Linked DNA regions of Xenopus tropicalis: region 2 is linked to region 1. A link is a contact called in public Hi-C data. All regions are on one chromosome and are shown on one strand. The core of a region is the stretch at or near the end of the contact, and the rest is flanking DNA. Distances in the headings are between cores, read along the strand shown.

Evidence for each region. Hi-C and Micro-C count contacts between places; a contact is called where the count stands out from the background.
Region 2: a contact with region 1 is called in a Hi-C map of neurula embryo, with 2.7 times the contacts expected there. The contact joins two enhancer-like sites. A contact is called at or near these places in 4 of 5 Hi-C or Micro-C datasets (brain, gastrula embryo, neurula embryo and 1 more).

What each region holds. Positions count from the first base shown.
Region 1 is chr1:68,045,438-68,050,688 of UCB_Xtro_10.0, reverse strand. No RefSeq gene overlaps it. Among named protein-coding and RNA genes, the nearest start is that of fam241a, 210 kb to the right of the region's middle. Within about 2 kb of position 1,963, at least 1 of the 11 cell types and tissues checked has an H3K27ac peak or open chromatin away from gene starts, as enhancers often do. A contact at or near this core is called in neurula embryo, where this site is marked.
Region 2 is chr1:68,320,881-68,326,131 of UCB_Xtro_10.0, reverse strand. No RefSeq gene overlaps it. Among named protein-coding and RNA genes, the nearest start is that of pitx2, 5.8 kb to the left of the region's middle. Within about 2 kb of position 2,346, at least 2 of the 11 cell types and tissues checked have an H3K27ac peak or open chromatin away from gene starts, as enhancers often do. A contact at or near this core is called in neurula embryo, where this site is marked.

The DNA.
Region 1 (5,251 bases), core at 714-3,213:
TAATGGCACATGAGTCATTTTTTTCTGCTGGCATCTAAACACCTGCAGAGAAAAGCCAATTGGCTGCCTGCTGCTTGGTGAAAGTGTGGACCCTGATCAGCACCCAACTGGCCCATCAGCTCACACCCAGAGCCAATTTTCAATGACGAAATCCACAGGGATAGAACTCATAAAAACAAACTTGTGGATATATATATATATATATATATATAGTCTGTTTGGAAGATATTGGAACATGGCTAGGCCAATCTTTTTCTCCAGGGATGGATTTGCTGCGATTGTCAATTTTTAACATAAAACTGCTGCAAAAATTCAGCATAACAAAAAATGAGTGAGGAAAAGTTAGGTTGCATCAAAAAAGTTGTGGTCACGTCAAAAAAGTCACGCAGTAGCCACGTTTCGTGAATTTTTCACCATTTCACAAGTTTTTCAGCAGACAGATTCACTCATCACTAACCTTTTATTATTAAATATGACTAAAGTCATTACAATATGGCTTCTGAGAGAGTAACCCAACAGAAGTGTGAGTCCCATGCCTCCTCCTAATCGCATCACATTCTTTTTAACTTTATTTTAAATCTGAAGGAATCATAGGGGGAGACATGCAAACTCAGTTCAGTCTTCAGATGGTAAAAATAATAATGAGCAAATTTTTTCGCCAGGCATGGATTTGCAGCAGATTTCCGCATTTCGCCATTGGCAAATTGCTTTGCAAAACTTTGTGAAACTTCGCCACGGAAAAATTCATTGTGCATCAAACAAAGACGCGGGCGACAAAAAAAAAAGAAGCGGGTGACAAAAAAAGACGCGAGCAACAAAAAAAAAAATTGTGCGACAAATACGTTTTGAGGATTTTTTGCTGTTTCGCAGATTTTATGGCAAAGTGAAATGGGACAGATTCGCTCATCACTAGTTAAAAAGCAAACATGGTCTACTTAGGTGACACTTTAAATCAATGCCACTAAGACGTTTCTTTTTACCCAGCACCTTCCCTTCACTTTGGTTTCCTGTTCCTGGCACCTCCACTCCTCTCCATGAGTGGAATCCAGAGGCCATACCACTATGAAGAGAACCCCAGACATACTCACAGGTGGGATTTACAACCACTAACTGCTGATGCCTACACTTGCATGATGAATACCTTTTATTGCTGATAAATCTGAAGAACACTACTCTCTGTCTAGAAGAACTATTTAAGGATGATGCCACACGTGGCGTTTTTACGCTGCGTTTTTTCTCAGCCTAAAAACGCCGCACAAGCCACACAGCCCCTGACTATGGCGTTTTTCAGCCTAGTACTGGTGACACAGCAAATCCTGTTTCCATGGTGCTAATAGTGCAAAATAGTAAAAAACGCAGCATATTTCAGCCAACGCTTGAAAAATCCGTGCTAAGGCGTTTTCTAGCGTATTTCCGCATTGTGTGGTTTGCTTCGAGTCTTTTCAAGTTATTTCTATGGATGATGATATCAGGCGTTTTTCAGCCGCTGAGAGAAATAGAAAATATGCAGCGTAAAAACGCCACGTGTGGCATCAGCCTAATGATTGTACACAGAACTCTATATGATACACCAGACTAGGTGAGGATGGTGGGAGTTTCTGTTCTGCTCAAACTAGAAAGGCCAGCTTGGACTTCATAAATGATCTGTGCAATATACAATTTATTTTATGACTTGATGAAATGAAAGACTTAGCTACTGTAACATGGAGTGGCAAGATCATACATCTAATTGTTTTCTACAAGTAATAAATAACTAAAGAGCGCTGAATCATTTGCTCTTTTTACTGAATACCGTACCGGCCTAATCAGGGTTTTTTCATCGTTCATTACACCCATTACATGTTTTGTAAGGCCAGTGCTCAAAGCTGATCTGTATCTTGCTCTGAACAACTGTTGCTGATTAGCCATAATTACCACTAATGAGGCCAACCTGCTTTTAGCAAGCTAATACAATCAGCTCGTTGAAGCGTCTGTGCTGTGGTAAGCACTCACAATCTGCTAGCCATTTACTTATTGTTACAGCCAGCAAATGTCTTCATGTGTGGGCCAAACCATGAGGTATGCTTAAAAAAACTTTATTTGTAAGCAGTGCAGTAGAAAATGAATGAAAGGAATCAATAGGAGAAAATCATTAAGCAATAAATTAGCTTCTGTTTTTCTCATTAACACTATGCAAGTACAGGTATGGGACCTGTTATCCAGAATGCCCAGGACCTGGGGTTTTCAGGACAGCTAAAAAAATAATTAAAATTAAACCCAATGGAATTGTTTTGCCTCCAATAAAGATTCTTGTAGCTTAGTTAGGATTATGTACAAGGTAGTGCTTCCTTATTACAAAGAAAAGGAAATCGGTTTAAAAAATTTAAATGATTTGAATTAAATGGAGTCTATTGGAGATGTATAATGGGAGATTGCAGATCCCATACCTGTACCATACTCATACCTGTACCATACCCATACCTGTACCATACCTATACCTGTACCATACCTATACCTGTACCATACCCATACCTGTACCATACCCATACCTGTACCATACCTATACCTGTACCATACCCATACCTGTACCATATCTATACCTGTACCATACCTATACCTGTACCATACCCATATCTGTACCATACCCATACCTGTACCATACCTATACCTGTACCATACCTATACCTGTACCATACCCATACCTGTACCATACCTATACCTGTACCATACCTATACCTGTACCATACCCATACCTGTACCATACCTATATCTGTACCATACCTATACCTGTACCATACCTATACCTGTACCATACCTATACCTGTACCATACCCATATCTGTACCATACCCATACCTGTACCATACCTATACCTGTACCATACCTATACCTGTACCATACCCATACCTGTACCATACCTATACCTGTACCATACCTATACCTGTACCATACCCATACCTGTACCATACCTATACCTGTACCATACCCATACCTGTACCATTTTTACAGTGTGGGGGTATAGCCCATTATTCAGGGATCCACCCTTCTGGACGGTAGCAGTGCATTTCCCTGTTTATTGGAGCAGATTTAGAGCTAACATGTGATAGTACAGGCAGAGTAAGGCATTTACCATATGGCAGTGATAGATTTGGTTGCTTCTTCAGTTGAAAACACCATCAGAGAAAAAAGCATATGTGCCATAGGTGTAATGGTTATAATGTGTGTTTTTACCAATGCAATCATCTCAGGGGAACCATAACAGACAATACTTTCTGCATATCTGAGCTATCTCCACCAGTCCTCATTTTCCTTAATCAATGCATTTGAAGTGCATCTGCAGACGAGGAAAAGCATTTTGACCTTTATGGTTCTCTCTAAGAGGCTTACAAAACCATGTGCAGTACCATAGCCCTAAATATAACACTAGATGCATATACTAATAAAAGGGGTTATGACCTTAAATCTAGAAACATGTTTCTAAGATACTCATGTTTACACCTGATCTCATGCAAACGTGATATTGATCCTCATTTACTAACAGAGGCAAAGGGCAAACAAAGGGTTTTTTTTTTTTTTTTGCATGTGTTTTTGTTCCCCCAGAATTCCACCAGCATAACTGCACCTGCTAAAGACTGCATACAGTTTTGCTCAAGACAATACAGGCAAATTACATGGAGCAACACTTTAGTATACATGGATACAATGCAAAGGGGTTCTTCTACCTGACACCTGGCAATGAAAGGTGTAAAGTACATAGCTTCCTTGTGCTTTATTTAGATGAAAAGGTGAAACATAGGCACATTTGTTTTGTTTAAGGTAAGGTGTAAGGGCCATAATTTTTTTATTTAGAGGCAACATCATGTGCAGAGTTTTTGAAGAATTAAAAAAAAAATCATTAATTTGAACCAATGCCCTAGGAGAGAGTCTGTTTTTTAATCAAAGCCAATTAACCTAGCATTATGGTATGAGACTGTAAAATAAACCCATGCAAACACAAGGAGAACAAATCCATATTAATGTAACTGTAACAGCTAACACTAAATACAGCCCCAGGGCTGTTGGGCAGACCGGTTAATCACTGCACTACAATACTGCCCATGCTGAGGATAGCTAAGTAAACATTTGCTTTTAACATATTTTTAAAGAAAGCTTCACTCCCTATTACCCAACAACAGAATTTTGAGTGAAAGGTAGAAATGGTAATTGAGGAAGAGAATGTGTGAAAGTATAAGAAGGATAACGAGAGACAGATATGTTTAGATATCCTAGGCCTCAGTCTTTTGGCCTCTCTCTAAATTGCACAACCCTCTTCCAAGGCATGGTTTCATTTTATAATGAAGGTAAGAAGAAGTGATCAAAAGATTTGCGCTCTACTGTTTCTCATCCCATGTAATTTGGACAAAACTTTGGACTTTGACATGAAATTTAGAGCCAGCTATCAACATCTGCTTTGTCACTCATTATATTAGCATTAAACAGATTATCCATACACACATACTCTCTGTGTATCTAGACTAGTTTCTCACTAATCCCCTTCACAACAAATAATTTAGCACATCATTTTTCCCCTGCCTTCACCCTTCTTATATGCCTCCATCCTTGGCTGACTTTCAGCATACTTTGTATTAGTCACTAACATATCTCATCCTACTACCAACAATCAGTTTCTGTTCGGAGTCTGTGCTTGATAGCATGTGTACACAATCATTTGGCCTGTGTCAGCATATGTGCACACCCACCAAGATATAAACAAATATCTGTCAAGGACAATTGGTTTACATACTTCACAGGACACTTACACATCACCCAAAATGTTGATGCATGTGGTGTATTTAAAAGAATCATTCCACACTATTGGGACATGTTTATAAGGAAATTTGGGCAAGACAGCCTTTTACATAGCTATTTTTTATTCTCTCAGTTTACACTATTGCTGAATGAAAATACATCTGACATATACCGACATAGAATCCCAATATATATATATATTTTTTTTAATTACTTAGTGAAGCAGACTTATAAAGAGTTCTTGAAAATGACACCTGTGAATGTTAGACAGTATGAAGGCTTTAGTAAAAATTAGGCTTGGGTTAAGTATTTTAAAGAGGCAATAAAATATCTCACCATTCAGTATAAATATTTTCACATTTACTGCAACAGAAACAGCTCTATCACAAAAATAAAAATGTATTAAAAATATTTATAAAATTAATCAATTAAAAATGATGCACTGTTTCTTTAATAATCAAGTTTCTCATCACTAACCCCCCTCT
Region 2 (5,251 bases), core at 1,097-3,596, 280 kb before region 1:
CGTGAGTATTACACTGATGTTACACTAATGAAACAACAAATACTTCTTTTAATTGTAAGTACATGAACATATAAGTGTATTTTGATTCAATGCACATTGGAACTTTTTTTTTTAAATTACTCTCACTTTTATCATGCAAAATAATTGAATGCACAATGTATATATATCCCTGATTTATAAAATCATCTAATTCCCAAAGCCTTACAACCTTACCCATTGACAGTATACCAAAAAACCTTGCTATTCACTGACCAGCGGCTGGATTGCCAGCATTTAAATCTAAGTGCAAACCCTGGGCATTCTGCCATCTCACTGATTTCTCCCATTAATAGAATATTTAGTTAGAGATCTGGGCACATTTACTAAACCACCATAGCAGTTATTTGCTAGAGGAATCGCCCAGTGCTGGGCTACACACAGATGAACAGGGACTTATTAGTATTTCCTTGCCCTATGTATATTTGCCCAAAGCCACTGCACTCTACTATTTGCCAGTTATTGCAGTTAGATGCCCCTAAGGGATAAATAGCAGCCTTCCTGCAATTCTCTATGTTTCCCGATTCTGCTATTCACATTACTGCCCAGTGCCTTATGGAGAGCCATTAATTACCCATTCAGTCAATATTAAGCAAAAGACAATTCTTTTTACACGGGATTAAGCAGACATGAGATTGTTCCATTAGTATATTCCTGCTCACGGAGAGGCTCTCCTTGCACATCTCCTGTTCCCTGGAGTCATCAAGCAATTCTTGCATATATTATTGCACAAGGGAAAAAAGAAACCAAAATGCAAGTTTTTATCCACACATTTTTTTCAAAACAAATAAGGGTGAGCCCTTAGCCAGAAATAGGACATCTACTAACACCATCCCTTATATACACTGGCACCATAACGCATAAACAGAAAGCCATAGCCATACAGACATAGGAACAGATAGATGAGACAGAAGTCACATAGTATTGACACACACATATATGGAATTATATGTGAACATATGACTATGAATAATTTATTTCCACTTAAAAATGAGAAGTTTTTATTTTAAACAAACCAATTTCCCTCAGTGGAAATACTTTATTCTAAAATCATTTATTAATGCATGGAGGTATAATCTCAATTCTTTGTATATTTCGAATTAAGATTTTAAACTGTGGTTCACAGTGTCAAGGAGAATGGGTGGATATTGTAAGCAGAAGTGAAATAAATGTGCAGCAATATAGATGATACCACCACGTATACGGCAGCGAATAATTATATTTAAAAATGGGATTAAATGAAATGGCCCTTCTTTGTTGGCAGGAATTACATAACAGGGATTATTAAAGGATTATGAAGCAAAGTCAGAAGACCATTAACATAATCTCACATAGCCAAGATAACTACTATAAGGGCTCACTAACTGCTTCCTAAAAGCAGGTACAGCTGGCACGTCATACTTTCCAGGGCTGCTTTATGGTAAAATCGGATCTTCTATGGGGGTGTTTTTATCGCGTTACTATGATATTTTTGGTGAGCAAACCTTGTGTCAGTATAGCAGAACATTAAGTCAATGATGTACCTTTAATTTACATTAGATAATCTAGTATGTATAATTAATATTACAAATGTATGAGTTAATTTTCATTAACTGCCAGTCCATGTCTCTTGGCACTTTATGTGATTCAGGATAGAATGCTCAGATATCCCTCTGCTCCACATGTTGCCACCGGCCCCTACAGGGACCCCCTTGTAATAAGCCATTAACTCATTCGTCGCCACAGACATTGTACCCGAATTTACATTTAATAATGATCTTATTGGGTAGTCTCCTGTACCTCTCTTACTGTATATTTCTCTTGATTCCCTCCACAAGTAAGGATGGTGCCAAATAGTTTTACCATATGCCCATATGCCGTTAGTTTTCCACTAGGGTTGAACTACAACTGTCAGGACCCAGCTTTCCTAATTGTAAACATGCAGTATCTTTGGTAACAGGGTAAACTGCCCACATTGCAATTGTGGAAATGCTGGTAGCCGTAGTTCAACAGCAGATAACCAGAGACAATCAAACTGGCCCCATAACAAAAACTAAGAAGGTGCTAGATTGATTTGTTCCAATCGGTTGTCTTGCTTTCATTTTCCACTGCCTTTATGCATCAACAAATTTTATGAAAACGTAATAACTTCCATATCTCAGCAAGAAACCCCCCCAAAATGCTATCACAGGTTGGACATCACCAAACGATTGTATTCATTCTTGCCCTTCATTTGCCTGCCACTAGAGGGCGCTTAAAGATCATGGCTAAAGGCTCCACACCAGGCCCTTCCACTTATCAGTTTATCACAAAATGTAGTGCTGGTCGGGTCCCCGCACAAAGCGAGCTCACAGCTGTGGATTAGTAGTCGCATGAGGGTCAGTGCTACTGAAAGCAGTCCCTTCAGCGTGACCAACTTTTTAGCTGCAAGGTTTAAAGTGACGCAAAAGCTAAATGAGAGCGACTACACGAGTCTCTATAAATTCACTCTGCATTTAGTTTACATCAATTAATAGCATTTTAACTCTCTTAATTAGCCCTGTAAATACTTTGTTACACCCTAATCCTACACCCAACAATTCAAGACAAACGGAGTCCTTACCACCGGCGCTTTGATGATTCCTGCCAAACAGTTTGCCTGTCTCCTTGCGGCTGCCTTCTGTGGCATCTGTAGCAGGAAAATCCCCTTTCTTCATATCGGACTCCTTAGAGAAGAGACACTCTACTGCCGAGGGCTGCACTCCTGCAATCACACACAGGCACAACGTTACGGCCACAGCTCTCATTAGCAAGTGCTGATCTCCACCAGCTTTCTTTCTCCATGTAAGAATGACTGTGAGATCCTAACTATGCTCATTATTAAAAATGTTATATCATCATTATATTTACTGTTATTAAAAGAAAACAAACAGACGTTTTTCTCCGTTTCTATTTTTTTATTGTGGTGGACTTAGAGAATGTGATACAAATGTGCATCTCTGCTACTTAATCGCTAACCCTCTGGAGTTTCCCTAATCCCTACACAAAGGAATGGGCAGAAGCTCACCTAGTTGGACACAGGCTGTCACCAGCTTGCGGCAGTTGCTGTCCATCCTGTTACTGCCTGTTACCTGCGAGAGAAAAGAGGTACAAATTTAGAATTCCGTTGTATTCAACCACAGTCCTACAGACACCGATAACATGTCATTTTAATTATGTAATTCATTAATTGTTTTATAAACAGTTTTTGCGGAACCTGGCACCAAGACATACACACTAACAGGCAATTGGTGAAAAATATCAGCATAAATGTACAGATTTATTATTATCAGTGAGTGGACAACATAATGTTGTTCCTAAAATTCACCCGAAGTGCCACAATTTAAAATTATTATCAACATCATATTATCATTTTACTCAGCAAGCCTGCCATTCAAATGATGTTGACAAAATCTAATCAAATAACGAGAAAAATTAAAATTAATAACGTGACGTTTATTTATAAACTAAAAATAAATTGTTTTAACCTTAGATTAAGCCATCAGTGCATATACTCTAGATCTGTAGTGTACAAAACAAAAACAATGTTAACCCTTCTTTTTAATACAGTTATATACATGTTTTACATTTCATGGGTGGGTAATATAATGCTTTGTTTGAGCCCAGTGCGTTGTAGGGAACACGACTCCAGAGGCAACAATACTAATAATCTAAATTGCTAGTTCTGGATGACAGATTGAATCCGTCTTATTATAACGGTTTCCTCGCTTCTTTCTCCAGTGAAACATGTGAATAAGTTTAACAGATCAGTGTCACTCCTTGTTTTCTCTTCCTTTCCGTTAAAGTTAATTTTATGTAAGATGGTTGTGGAAGAAATCTATGCACCTTTACTATTATTTTTTTTAAAAAAGAACCATAATAAATTACAAGGAAATAGTACTTTTTAGTGAATTAGGCCCATTGTTTATATTTGTGCTATTTACCTTTTCCAGCAGACAAAAATTGGATAATGTAATGCAGGTTCAGATTATATCTCCGCTTAATCGCCAGATATAAATCAATTTTGTTTACCTAAATAGTGCGATTTGCAACTATAAAGAAAAGATTGGAATGGCGGAACAAAGGGACTAGAGGGGTGCGCTAAGTTCCTGTGGGGCGCAGAAGGGAGTCACCTGTAAATACATTGTGATATCACACATTTATTTCTGAAAGCTGGTGTGGTAGCAACAATATAAGAACACAAATAATGTACTATGAACCATAGTATGTTGTGTATCCTTGCTCCTTTCCTCATTATTAATTAATATAATTACCTTCAAGTAAGACGTTAGCTAATTATAGAAAGCCGTGTCACAACTACAACCCAGTGGATAACTGCGAAATTAGATTTTAATTAAGGAGAATTCGCATCCACTGTAATTCGACCCATTCCAAAATGATCATTTTCAAGTATTTGCTGTAGATTCTGTTGTTTGCAACAGAATAATGGGAATTTGTTGCGCTTATTAGCGCTTATTGAGAGCCCCCAGTCAGAGGAGCATTTATGTGATGCACAAACCAAGATCAGTCGAGCCAAATAATTATATTAACATGGCTGCTTTTTCTTTCAGTGCTGGCTTGATAGTTCTGTCTTCATTGTGATTAGGCCAATAATTGAGGTGCTGCCTAAATGGAGTGTGACAGGAGCAAGTGATTGAAGCAAGTGGAAAGTATTCTATGGCACAGGGACAGTTGCATCCCAGCTCACTCCCACCTCCTGCTCTGTTTACTCTTTTCTCCCATTTGCCTGTGTGTTGGTGCTGTTTCCTTTGCCCAGATCTGTGCCAGAGAGCAGGCGTTTGGCTGCCCCAGATCCGAGTGATTCTGCAGTAAAATCGCAGGATTAGTAGCTGATTGAGACGTCTGTCCGTAAGATATTACAAAATTCATTATCACAGCTCCCTACTAACTCGATATGAAGTAACACAGATGGGATTTTATTAGCCCAGGATTGAAATGTTTACTTATGATAATTTGGGTGGAAATTTGCATGTCATCATCTCTGTAATCTTTTTCTTTCTAATGTCTGCACTGCCTCAATGATTAGCTAGCCTCTGCTTGATGGAGCCCCCTGACCCCAACCCAGGGGCCTTTCATAAATTATACCATTAGATAGAATAAGGATTTCATCAACCCAGTCTGCCAGCTCTATCTATCCATCTATCCATCTATCTATCTATCTATCTATCTATCTATCTATCTATCTATCATCTATCTA